2 separate regions of the Sus scrofa genome follow, and region 2 is linked to region 1. Evidence: chromatin contacts called from public HiChIP or PLAC-seq data. All regions are on one chromosome and are shown on one strand. Each heading gives the region's core, a stretch centred on a gene start, on an enhancer-like site or on the middle of the called end of the contact. The rest is flanking DNA. Distances are from core to core; before and after follow the strand shown. Region 1 has its middle 23 kb from the start of SELRC1. Region 2 holds the start of ZCCHC11 (terminal uridylyltransferase 4).

The links. HiChIP or PLAC-seq counts read pairs in DNA pulled down with a chosen protein or histone mark.
Region 2: a contact with region 1 is called in an H3K27ac HiChIP or PLAC-seq map of skeletal muscle. The contact joins the promoter of ZCCHC11 here to the enhancer-like site in region 1. A contact is called at or near these places in 2 of 5 promoter capture datasets (fetal skeletal muscle and liver), 15 of 47 Hi-C or Micro-C datasets (alveolar macrophages, brain, embryonic fibroblasts and 10 more) and 1 of 2 datasets of contacts at active chromatin or transcription factors (skeletal muscle).

Annotation. Positions count from the first base shown.
Region 1 is chr6:159,532,155-159,537,060 of Sscrofa11.1, forward strand. No RefSeq gene overlaps it. Among named protein-coding and RNA genes, the nearest start is that of SELRC1, 23 kb to the left of the region's middle. Within about 2 kb of position 2,822, at least 23 of the 83 cell types and tissues checked have an H3K27ac peak or open chromatin away from gene starts, as enhancers often do. A contact at or near this core is called in fetal liver, fetal skeletal muscle and skeletal muscle, where this site is marked.
Region 2 is chr6:159,653,619-159,658,524 of Sscrofa11.1, forward strand. It overlaps ZCCHC11 (terminal uridylyltransferase 4), which reads left to right and starts at 2,430. Exons shown (of 29, transcript XM_021096643.1): 1 at 2,430-2,586.

The DNA of each region.
Region 1 (4,906 bases), core at 1,572-4,071:
TCCAGGTCTCGATTTTGTCACCTCTCGTGTAGGGATAATAACACCTTCTACTTGGGTTGTTGGGAAGATTAAATAGGAACTCCTATCATAGGATAACCATTTCTTGAAGAAGATTTTTAGGGGACCAGATTTTACAGTTAGATAGCTGTTTTCTCTCCAAGTGGCAATGTTAGCTCGAGAGGCAGTCTGGCTTTTAAAATAGGCTGCCTTTGCTGTCACTGTTTTCACATCCAGGGGGCTGATGGGCCTCAGCACTCCGGGGGTTCACAGGGCATCAAACAGCTGCAGGAGGCAGGCCTGGTGAGGGGTGGGGGTGGGCCTGCCTCCTGCCTCCTGCCTCTTCCCTTCTCCGCTGCCCCAGTGGGGAGAGAGTCACTGAGAAGACTTGCACCTGCTGGGGGCCCAGAGTGGAAACTATTCCCAGCTGGTGCCCCTCCCCAGGCTTGAGGAAAAGTGATTGTATTACAGTTTATAAATCAGGCTTCCCCACTGTCTCAAGGGGAAAGGCCAAAATTCTTTCCCTAACGTATGTCTCCCCACCCCCATGGTACAGTCCGTCCTCTGTATTTAGCCCCATCTTCTTCCCAACAGGCTTTTGCAACAGGGAACTGCTTATAGATTCTGCACTCCACCCACCCCCCTCAAGTTACAAGAAAAACACCCAGGCTGCTTTTTACTGACATGCTTTTTGGTTTTCTGGTTCCACTGTCTGGAATGCCTTTCTACCTTAAGTAGAATGCTTTTCATCTTTTAAGGTTCTAGAAGCATTCCCTTCACCCCCAGGCCAGGTTAGCAGCTTTCTCTGCCCTCTAGTGCCCCGAGTTTCCATCCATCACAGTGTGTTGTTTGTATATTTATGCTCTCCACATCACACAAAACTGAGTACCATGAGAACAGCGGCCTGAGCCTGGGCATGTGCTAGGCCATCAGTGGCTGCTTGCTGAGATGAACAGCACAGAGTGGCATCTTGGCCTCAAGACAAATCATACCCAGGCCCCCTCACATCCAAGGACTGGTGTAAGCTGCAGGGCTGGACTGGTTTATTAAGAAAAGCTCCTGTCGGAGTTGTTGTTGTGGCGCAGCAGAAAAGAATCTGACTAGGAACCAGGAGGTTTTGGGTTTGATCCCTGGCCTCGCTCAGTGGGTTAAGGATCCCACATTGCTGTGGCTCTGGCATAGGCTGATAGCGGTAGCTCCAATTGGACCCCTAGCCTGGGAACCTCCATATGCCGCGGGTGTGGCCTTAAAAAAAAAAAAACGAAAACAAAACAAAAGGTCCTGTCTAAGCTGGAGCTGGCATATGAAAGGATCAGTACTCTTTCTTGGCTTCTATTTAGGAAGATGTCTTTTTATAAAAGGTGTTTTGAAACAATGAAAGAAGAACCTAACACCCTGGCACCCTAAAATACATTTCACTATAACTTAATGCCAACAAACCAATATTAATATCCACATGACTAAAAATCACAAGCCCAAGTGTGCCACATTTTTTTTTCTTGGAATACTAAGAATATCTTGAGGAGTTCCCGTTGTGGTACAGTGGAAATGAATCCGACTAGGAACCATGAGGTTTCGGATTCAATCCCTGGCCTTGCTCAGTGGGTTAAGGATCCAGTGTTGCTGTGAGCTGTGGTGTAGGTTGCAGATGTGGCTCAGATCTGGCATTGCTGTGGCTCTGGTGTAAGCCAATGGCTACAGCTCTGATTAGACCCCTAGCCTGGGAACCTCCATATGCCGCGGGGTGTGGCCCTAAAAAGCAAAAAAAAAAAAAAGGGAATGTCTTGAAATTCTAAGAACTAATGGTTTTTGCTCACCGTTGTAATTACTTATTTTCATCTTTGTCTCCCCAGTTAATCTATGAGGTTTGAAAGACAGGCACCAAGAATTCTATCCTCTTTGAAATCCTGCAAAGACTTCTTGTCCCTTATAACAGTAAGGAAGTTGGGGGTAAAGGTGTGAGTGTAGCAAAAGCTGGGCACCCCATGAGGCATCTCCATTCAGTACCTCTGTAATTCATTATTCACTCAACCAACACTGAGAGTCCCCTGTTGCCTGGCCCTAGATTGGGCACTGGACACATAGCTGAATCTGTCAGGTTGCCTGTCATTTCTGAGTTCACAGTCTTTTTTTTTTTTTTTGCTTTTTAGGGCTGCACTTGCAGCATATGGAAGTTCCCAGGCCAGGGGTCTAATCTGAGCTACAGCTGCTGGCTTACATCACAGCCATAGCAATGCCAGGTCAGAGCCAAGTCTGCAACCTACACGGCAGCTCATGGCGACACCTGCTCCTCAACCCAAGGAGCAAGGCCAGGGATCGGACTTGCGTCCTCATAGATTCTCGTTGGGTTCATTAGCAGTGAGCTACAATAGGAACTCCATGAGCTCACAGTCTAAATAGTGATCATTTCCCGAGCATCTACCGTGTGGCAGAAGCTCTAATTCTCTCAACACCCTTCTAAGGCAGTTTTTATTCTCACTCTTTTTCAGACCTACTGAAGCCCAGATAGGGCGGCTTGTAAAGAGACATAGACCCAGCAAGTAGTACAGCTGGGATTAAAATTTAGTTCTGCCTGCTCCTAATCCCTCTTTCCTCTGTCTAAGGCTGCCTGTCATCCAGATGTTGAAGATTCTTTGCAGTCTCTGGGAGATTCCCCAAATAGCACCCAAAGCCCTTCTGGGCACCCAGCAGATGCTTGTGAACATAGTTGAATGGCTGAGGTCAGCTTCAGGAGGACGTGTCTCCCGGCAGCACACGCTGTGCTCCAGGGTTCTCTCCAGCCTGGGCTGTGTGCAGGGCCCAGAACATGCTGAGGTCAGAGCTCACTGCGCACATGACCAGCTGAACTGCCTGGGCTGGGGCTCCCTGAGGGAACTTGAAACCCGGCTGGGTTCCATCAGCTCCAAGAATAGCAGCAGCTGACCCTACTCTCCCTGAGCCGGTGCGCTCCGATCAGGTTCCAGGAGGCCCCGGCAGGCTCTGGCTGTCAGTGGCAGCAAGCTTTGACCTTGAAGCTGCTCTGGGGTAGGGTAATAACAGCCACCTTTATTAAGGGCCTATCGTGTGCGTAGCCCCTCCTAGAGGAGGGAAGTTCCTTGGAGGGAGGTTTAGGGCGTATGGAGCCCATTTTACAGATGAGGAAATTGGGGCTCAGAGAGAGAGAACTTGCCTAAGGTTGCAGTGAATATGAACAGAGCAGGACTTGAGCCTGGTATGCCTTTGCCAGTGACCTTGCTTCTGTGAGAATGGTACTCTGGAGACCTCAGAAGAGTCTTGGGCAGAGGCGACAAGTGACATCAGCTTTCAAAGAATTGTTATTCCTGCAAAGTGGGGCCCATGTGCTTAGAAACGCAGGATTTGAGAGCCAGCAGAGATCCCCATTCACTAGAGCCTATTTCCTCATCTGTAAAATGAGAATCACACACACACACAGCAGGTGAATAAGCATAAGCATAGACTTTGGAGCCAGGCAGGATTAGAATCCTGGCTCTGGTGTTTCCTAATGATAAGACCTTGGACAAACCACACCCCGGCCTCTCTGAGCCTGTTTCCTCAGTCATCTGTTCCACACATAGCTTCTGAGCACCTACTGTGTGCCAGACATTGTTCTAGCAACTGGGATACATCCGTGAAAAAGAAGGCAAAGAATCATAAAATTTTAAAAAGAAAAAAGCAGACAAAAATCACTACCTGTCAAGTTTGTGTTTAGAGTTCTAGAAAAATACCTTATAGGATTGTCATGGGGGTTAAAAGGAGGAATATACAGTGGGTCATATATCTGGTAATATAATGCTGTCTGGAATATCAGTAGTCAGTTTAATGATATGATTATTCTAGTGTGAACTTGCCCGGTCAGTATTCAGTGAAAAAATATTTCATGTGATACTGAATTCAACCATTTCATTTAATAGGTAAAGAAACTGACACCAGAGAGCATGTGGAATGCCTCCGGTTGTCTAGCAAGGCAGTGGTAAGTTCCCAGTTCCTAGTCAGATGTTTGTACCACCATCTACTAAACCAGAGGGCTGTCTGACAGAGGGAGCCAAGGAGGGAGGGGAGAGACGGCATCTTTCAGCCAGTGAGGTTCAAGGTCCGTTCAAATCTTGGTAGACTCCAGACCCAAGTGGGCTCTAACCCTCTTGGTACCAAATGCTTCCTGTATTTCTCAGGTGTGCCAGGAGCTTCCCAGGCTCCATAAGGACACATGATAGGATGGGCTGTGGGGTGGGGGGCATGGGGGGCATGAAGAGCTGAAGATGCAGGGCGCTGTTCCAGGGAGGCTTCATGGACGTGCCACCTATGTATTTGCACAGGGCCCCATACTCAGGTTAATGCTCTGCTATTACTGCCTTCAAATTCTTTTTTTTTTTTTTTTTTGTCTTTTTAGGTCCGCACCTGCGGCACATGAAAGTTCCCAGGCCAGGGGTCAATTCGGAGCTGCAGCTGCTAGCCTATACCACAGCCACAGCAACACCAGATCTGAGCTGCATCTGCGACCTACACCACAGCTCATAGCAACACCGGATCCTTAACCCACTGAGCGAGGCCAGGGATGGAACCCGCAACCTCACAGTTCCTAGTCGGATTCATTTCCACTCTGCCACAACGGGAACTCCACTGTCTTGAAATTCTTAATTTTTGAACAAGGGGCCTTGCATTTTCACTTTCATTCCATGATACTCCACACAGTTTGTAGTTCATTTGTATAGGTGCTGTGCTCTGGGGTGGGAGGCAGTCACCCCTAACCTGCAGTGGCCCTGGGACTTGTCAGAGACGTGTCAATCCTCTGGGCCAATGGCTGAGTCACCAGCAGAACAAGAAGCCAGGCCAAGTCTCACCATAACAGGTCTGACCTGTGACTGCGAATCTCTTAAGAGGCTGTAACCAGGCAAAGGAAAGACCAGCTCTA
Region 2 (4,906 bases), core at 1,180-3,679, 120 kb after region 1:
CACCAGCCTTTGTTTTCAGACTCATTATCTTCTGCACACTCCAGACAAAAGGATATTCTCAGAATCACAAACCAGTGTCCTACACATAGCCGGCAAGCCTTCAAGGTTCAGCTTCTACCTCTTCCATTATAGCCTCACCCAAGTAGAATTTATCATGTTCTCTGCTTTATTAGCCCAGCTCATTGTTCATATAACTTATTGCTTTGATAAAATGACTTTCCTTGCTCAATGGTAAACTTTTTTGGAGACAGCAATCTGGTTTGTCTTTGTAACTCTAACTCAATGCTTTGCTCTTATTAAGTAAGGGGGAAATTTTGTTCAATTGAACTTGCTTCAAGGATACAGATATCCTTCACTAAAAAGGACGTGTTAGTATCATCTTAATGTTTCTACAGGCTCTAAATTTGGGACCTGCTAGTTTTCTTACATCATCTCTGTGGAGTAGGTATTTTGTTGTTAAAAACTTAAAAATTTAAACTCAGAGGGTATATTTGGTCAACGTCATCCAGCTGATAAGTGCTGAAGCCTGGTAGGGCTCTTTTGGTTTGAAATCTACTACTCTATGCGCTTCACTGGAGCCCTCTGGCATGAGACATGGTATGGGTAAAATGTACTTATTCTCAGGGTTTGTTTAAAAATAGGAGCAATAGCATGGACCTCATGGGATTGTTAATGAGGATTAAATGCTGAAATATGTGCAATCTCTTACTCAGTGACTAACACTTAGTGGGCAATGTATAAACCCTTCTCATTAAGCTTCAGTTTCATCTAAACAAATAGATCAATGAGAAGTATTCACTTCTGAGGTGCAAAGTAGATGGACTCTGCAGAGAGGGAAGGCCCTTTCTGTAAACTTTTATAGCTCACAGCCTCTGAGTTACATCATGAGAAATTTTATAAAGCAGAATCTTGTAAATACTCAAGATTCTGCATCTTCTCTCATATCCACCGCATCATATCCTTTTCCTGCCTTAGCATGTGTCAAATGCAGTTGGACTGTAGTTGTGTGATTTGTCTAGCTTTGAGGTTAGAGGTTGGGTGAATAATCTTCAAGGCTGGGGCCTTAAAAAAAATACCAAAAAAAAAAACCCCAAAAACTTAAGTCCATTCGGATCGCGACTTTAAATAAGTATGCTGAGGAACCTACATTAAAAGCAGGAGAGGAAGGAGGCTGATGGTTGGCAGCTGATTCCAAACCCATGTGAAACTAAATAAATGACTTCTAAAATCTTTTCTCTGGGGGGTTGGGGGGATGCTCCAGATATTTCTCCAGACCTCCTTTACTCCATTTTAAAAGAAATTGTCTGGTGCGTTCCTATTGCGCTGCGGTGGAAACAAATTCCACTAGGAATCCTGAGGTTGCGGGTTCCATCCCTGGCCTTGCTGAGTGGGTTAAGGATCCAGCGTTGCTGTAAGCTGTGGTGTAGGTCGCAGACAGCTGGGATCTGGCCGTGGCTGTGGTGTAGGCCTGCAACTGTAGCTCAGATTTGACTCCTAGCCCGGGAACCTCCACGTGCTGCCCTAAAAAGCAAAATAAAGTAAAATAAATTGCTTGCATCTTGAAAGAAGATGATTCCAGCTTTGGGGGGCTGACAGCATAGGCGGGGTCAGGAAAGGGTGGGAACGACCCCGGGGCTTCCTCTGTCCACCTACTCTCTCAGGTGTTTAGAAGCCCACACTAACCGCCGAGGGTCCGGGTGCCATGCCCGTGGGCCAGGCCGGAGGGTGCACGTCCCAAACCGGTCTTCCTTCCTGGGGGCGGGGGAGGCTTTCGGCCCCTCTTCCCGCTTGGGGGTCCTCCGCAGGGAGGTCCGCAGGCCCATGAATAGATCTGAGAGGCGCGGCTATGCCCGCAACCCCCGCCTCCTCAGGCCTCTCCGAGCTCCCCAGGGGGCTCCCGGACCGGGGCCCGACGCTGCGACCCTCGCTCGGTGGCCCCGCCCCTCCCCGCGAGCCCGAGCGGCCTCCGACCCTCCCCCAACGCTAGAGGGCCCCGCCCCCTCCTCGCGGGCTAACGAGTGTCCTCGCGCGCTCGCCCCTTCCCTCAGCGTGGCTGTGAGTGCGCTGTCCTCCCACGTCGGCCCCCTCCCGTTGTTTCTCGCCGCCACCTCTAGCCCCCGAACGTAGCCCCGCCCCCACTGGTGTTTACTGTCCCCCGCCCCGGTTCAGCCAGTGCCCTGGGGCCCCCAGAACGAAGGGAGGGGGCACCCCTAAAGCCTTCCCTCGGCGCTTCCTCTCTGGGGTCTCCGGGGCATCTATCGCCTACCCTCGCCCGGGTCAGGACTCCATTCAGGGTTCTGTCCCTCTCTCCCCTCCCCCTCTCCTCGGCTCCCCCCACCTTCTCCCTCGGCCCCCTCCCCTCAGCAGGTCCTCCTCTTTCTCTCCCCCTCTCTCCTCCCCCTCCCCATCCCTTCCCCCCCACAATGCAGTTCGCGGCGCGGCGGACATGGCGGTGGAGTCCTGAGCTCGTCGTGTCCCGGCCTCCAGCGGCGACGGCAGTGACGGCGGCAGCGGGAGGCGGAGGGGGAGCGGGAGCCACTGAGATGAGGAGGCGCCGCGCGCGCCTGTAGCTCGCGGGCCTCGCAGGTACGGAGGTTCTGGCCGCGGCGCAGCCGCCGGCGCCGAGGGGGTGTGCTCTGGGCAGGCCGGGCGGCCCCCTGTTCGCCCTCCTCAGGTGCCGCGCCTCGCAGGTGTCAGGGGCCCGGCCCGAGCGCGTGTCAGCCGCCCCCTTGGGGCCTGACACTTCTTTCTTTACGGGAATGGGCTTCGCGTGTCCCAGGGGAAGGCAGAGATGAGGGAAGTAGGGGCGGCGGCCTGGGCGGCCTGAGGTGGGCATCGGGGCGCGTAGGGGCCGAACTCCACAGTGAGGCTGGGGCTCTCGGCCGCGGGCCGAAACCTGTGGACCCGGGCGGCGGATTTGGAGTTAACGGGATAGCAGTGAGCATTTTCTGGGTGCGATAGGATTCCCTGCCATGTGTGCCTTTTTTTCACCCCTGCTTAGACATAGATATACGTATGTAATGTATAAATACACACACGCAAATAATACATAATAAACACTTATTCCGGGCCCGCCCTTGTCGGGTGGAGAGAAGGCCGAGGTGTCTGGTGAGAGGGTTTCCTTTCTTGGTCGCCCGCCTTCTCTCTCCCTTGCCCCCCAGTCGAAGGGTGGTAATGAACGCTTTTGACGTGGGAAACTGTGAGATTGGTATTTGTAAACATACAGCACTCGCGGAGTGTATTGTACGCCTCCGCGAGAGGTTTCAGGTCCTTTTGGTATCGTGATTGCAAAAGAATGAGATATTTAGACCTGAAAGAAGCACAGCATCGGGGTTTCTAGCCGTACCTGAATGGGATGAATTACTGCTATTTTAACAACGTTGATTAAACACCTTCTTTTTAAAAGATTATCAAATCTTTAATTAGATGAATTTTGTACCTTGCGCGAGATTTTAGTTTCGGTGTACCATGTATCTTCGCTTTGATATATTTTTGGTACAAAAGTAGTTCCTTACACATTTGACATTCGACCCTTTTTGTAATCGCTTTAGTGTTCAGAAATGCAGTTCGAATTGTGTGTTTTTGGCATGCATTTAGTAATTAGCTGGAGTGGATCAGATTACCTTTTGTTTCCAAAGATCGCCCCCCCCCCCCAGTCTTGTAGTAGCGAAATGTGTAACACTTGGTGAAACAGAACATATCCTGTTTTCTGTTTTTCAATTAATGAGAACTATTAGCTAATAAAACCGGATAATCCCAACTGGATATGATAATTTCGAGAGAATGCCATATCAAGGTGGTGAATTGTAGGATGTTTCAAAAAAAGTTTTTCTTTTTTATTGTTACTATCAGTCAGCATGTTCTGTATATGAGTAAAATGTACGCTGAAATTTTCTTTAGGCTCAGAACTCTTATATGTCTCCTTAAAATTGTTGCACTAAATTGCATCCTAGTACTGCTTACTCACAACTTAAAAATTATTACATATTCTTTTAGAAAACCGTGCTTAAATAATTAATGGATTCACTAGTGTCTAGCGTACCGTGATCCTTTTATAAACAAATTGTAAAGAGTGCTTCTTAAAAACCATTTACTTTGGGGAAGATAAGAAATTTAAGTTGTTTTATGCTTTAAAAAGATGATATAATACAAACAAAAGATAATACAAAAGATAATACAAACAAAAGAAAGTTGCTTTAAAAAAAAGCTTTTAGATAAAATTTCCTGCTGTTTGCAATTTTTCATTTGACTTGTGTGGAAAATGAAAAAAATAAAGTTTACTTGAAATAATACAGAAGTGGAAGTGAAAGTTATTTGCATTTAATGTTTTGAGTTTAGCAAATATCTAAATACAGAAAGGAAATTAAAATCTTTTCATTGTCCTAGGTCAAGTTGTTAGTAATACAGATAAACTAAGATGTTATCATGCATATAAGTTTAGTTCAATATTGTAAATTCTAAATCACACCTAGAAATACATTTATTTTTAGTTAATTTAGCTGGAACAGTACAGTGTCTCCATTATAATTTTAGACATATTAAAGTAAAAATTTGTAATTGTAATATAAATATTTGAATAATAAAAAGCTGTTTAAAGATAATTTTTGTTCTCAGAGAAGAGTCATTTTAGTAAAAGTAAGTAATTGGAGAACTTTTTTTTTAACTCAAAGTTAACCTTGACATGCCTAATAAGCAGCATTATTATGTAGTGTTTTAAAGAATATCAAATCAGTATCTGTGGGTAGAGAAAGGTATTTGAATTTTATTTCTGCTGAAAGTTTTTGGTTTCAGAACTATTAAGATTTAACCTGTTGGAGTTCCTGTTGTGGTTCAGTGGAAATGTATCTGACTAGTAAGCATGAGGTTGCAGGTTCAATCCTGGCCTCACTCGGTGGGCTAAGGATCC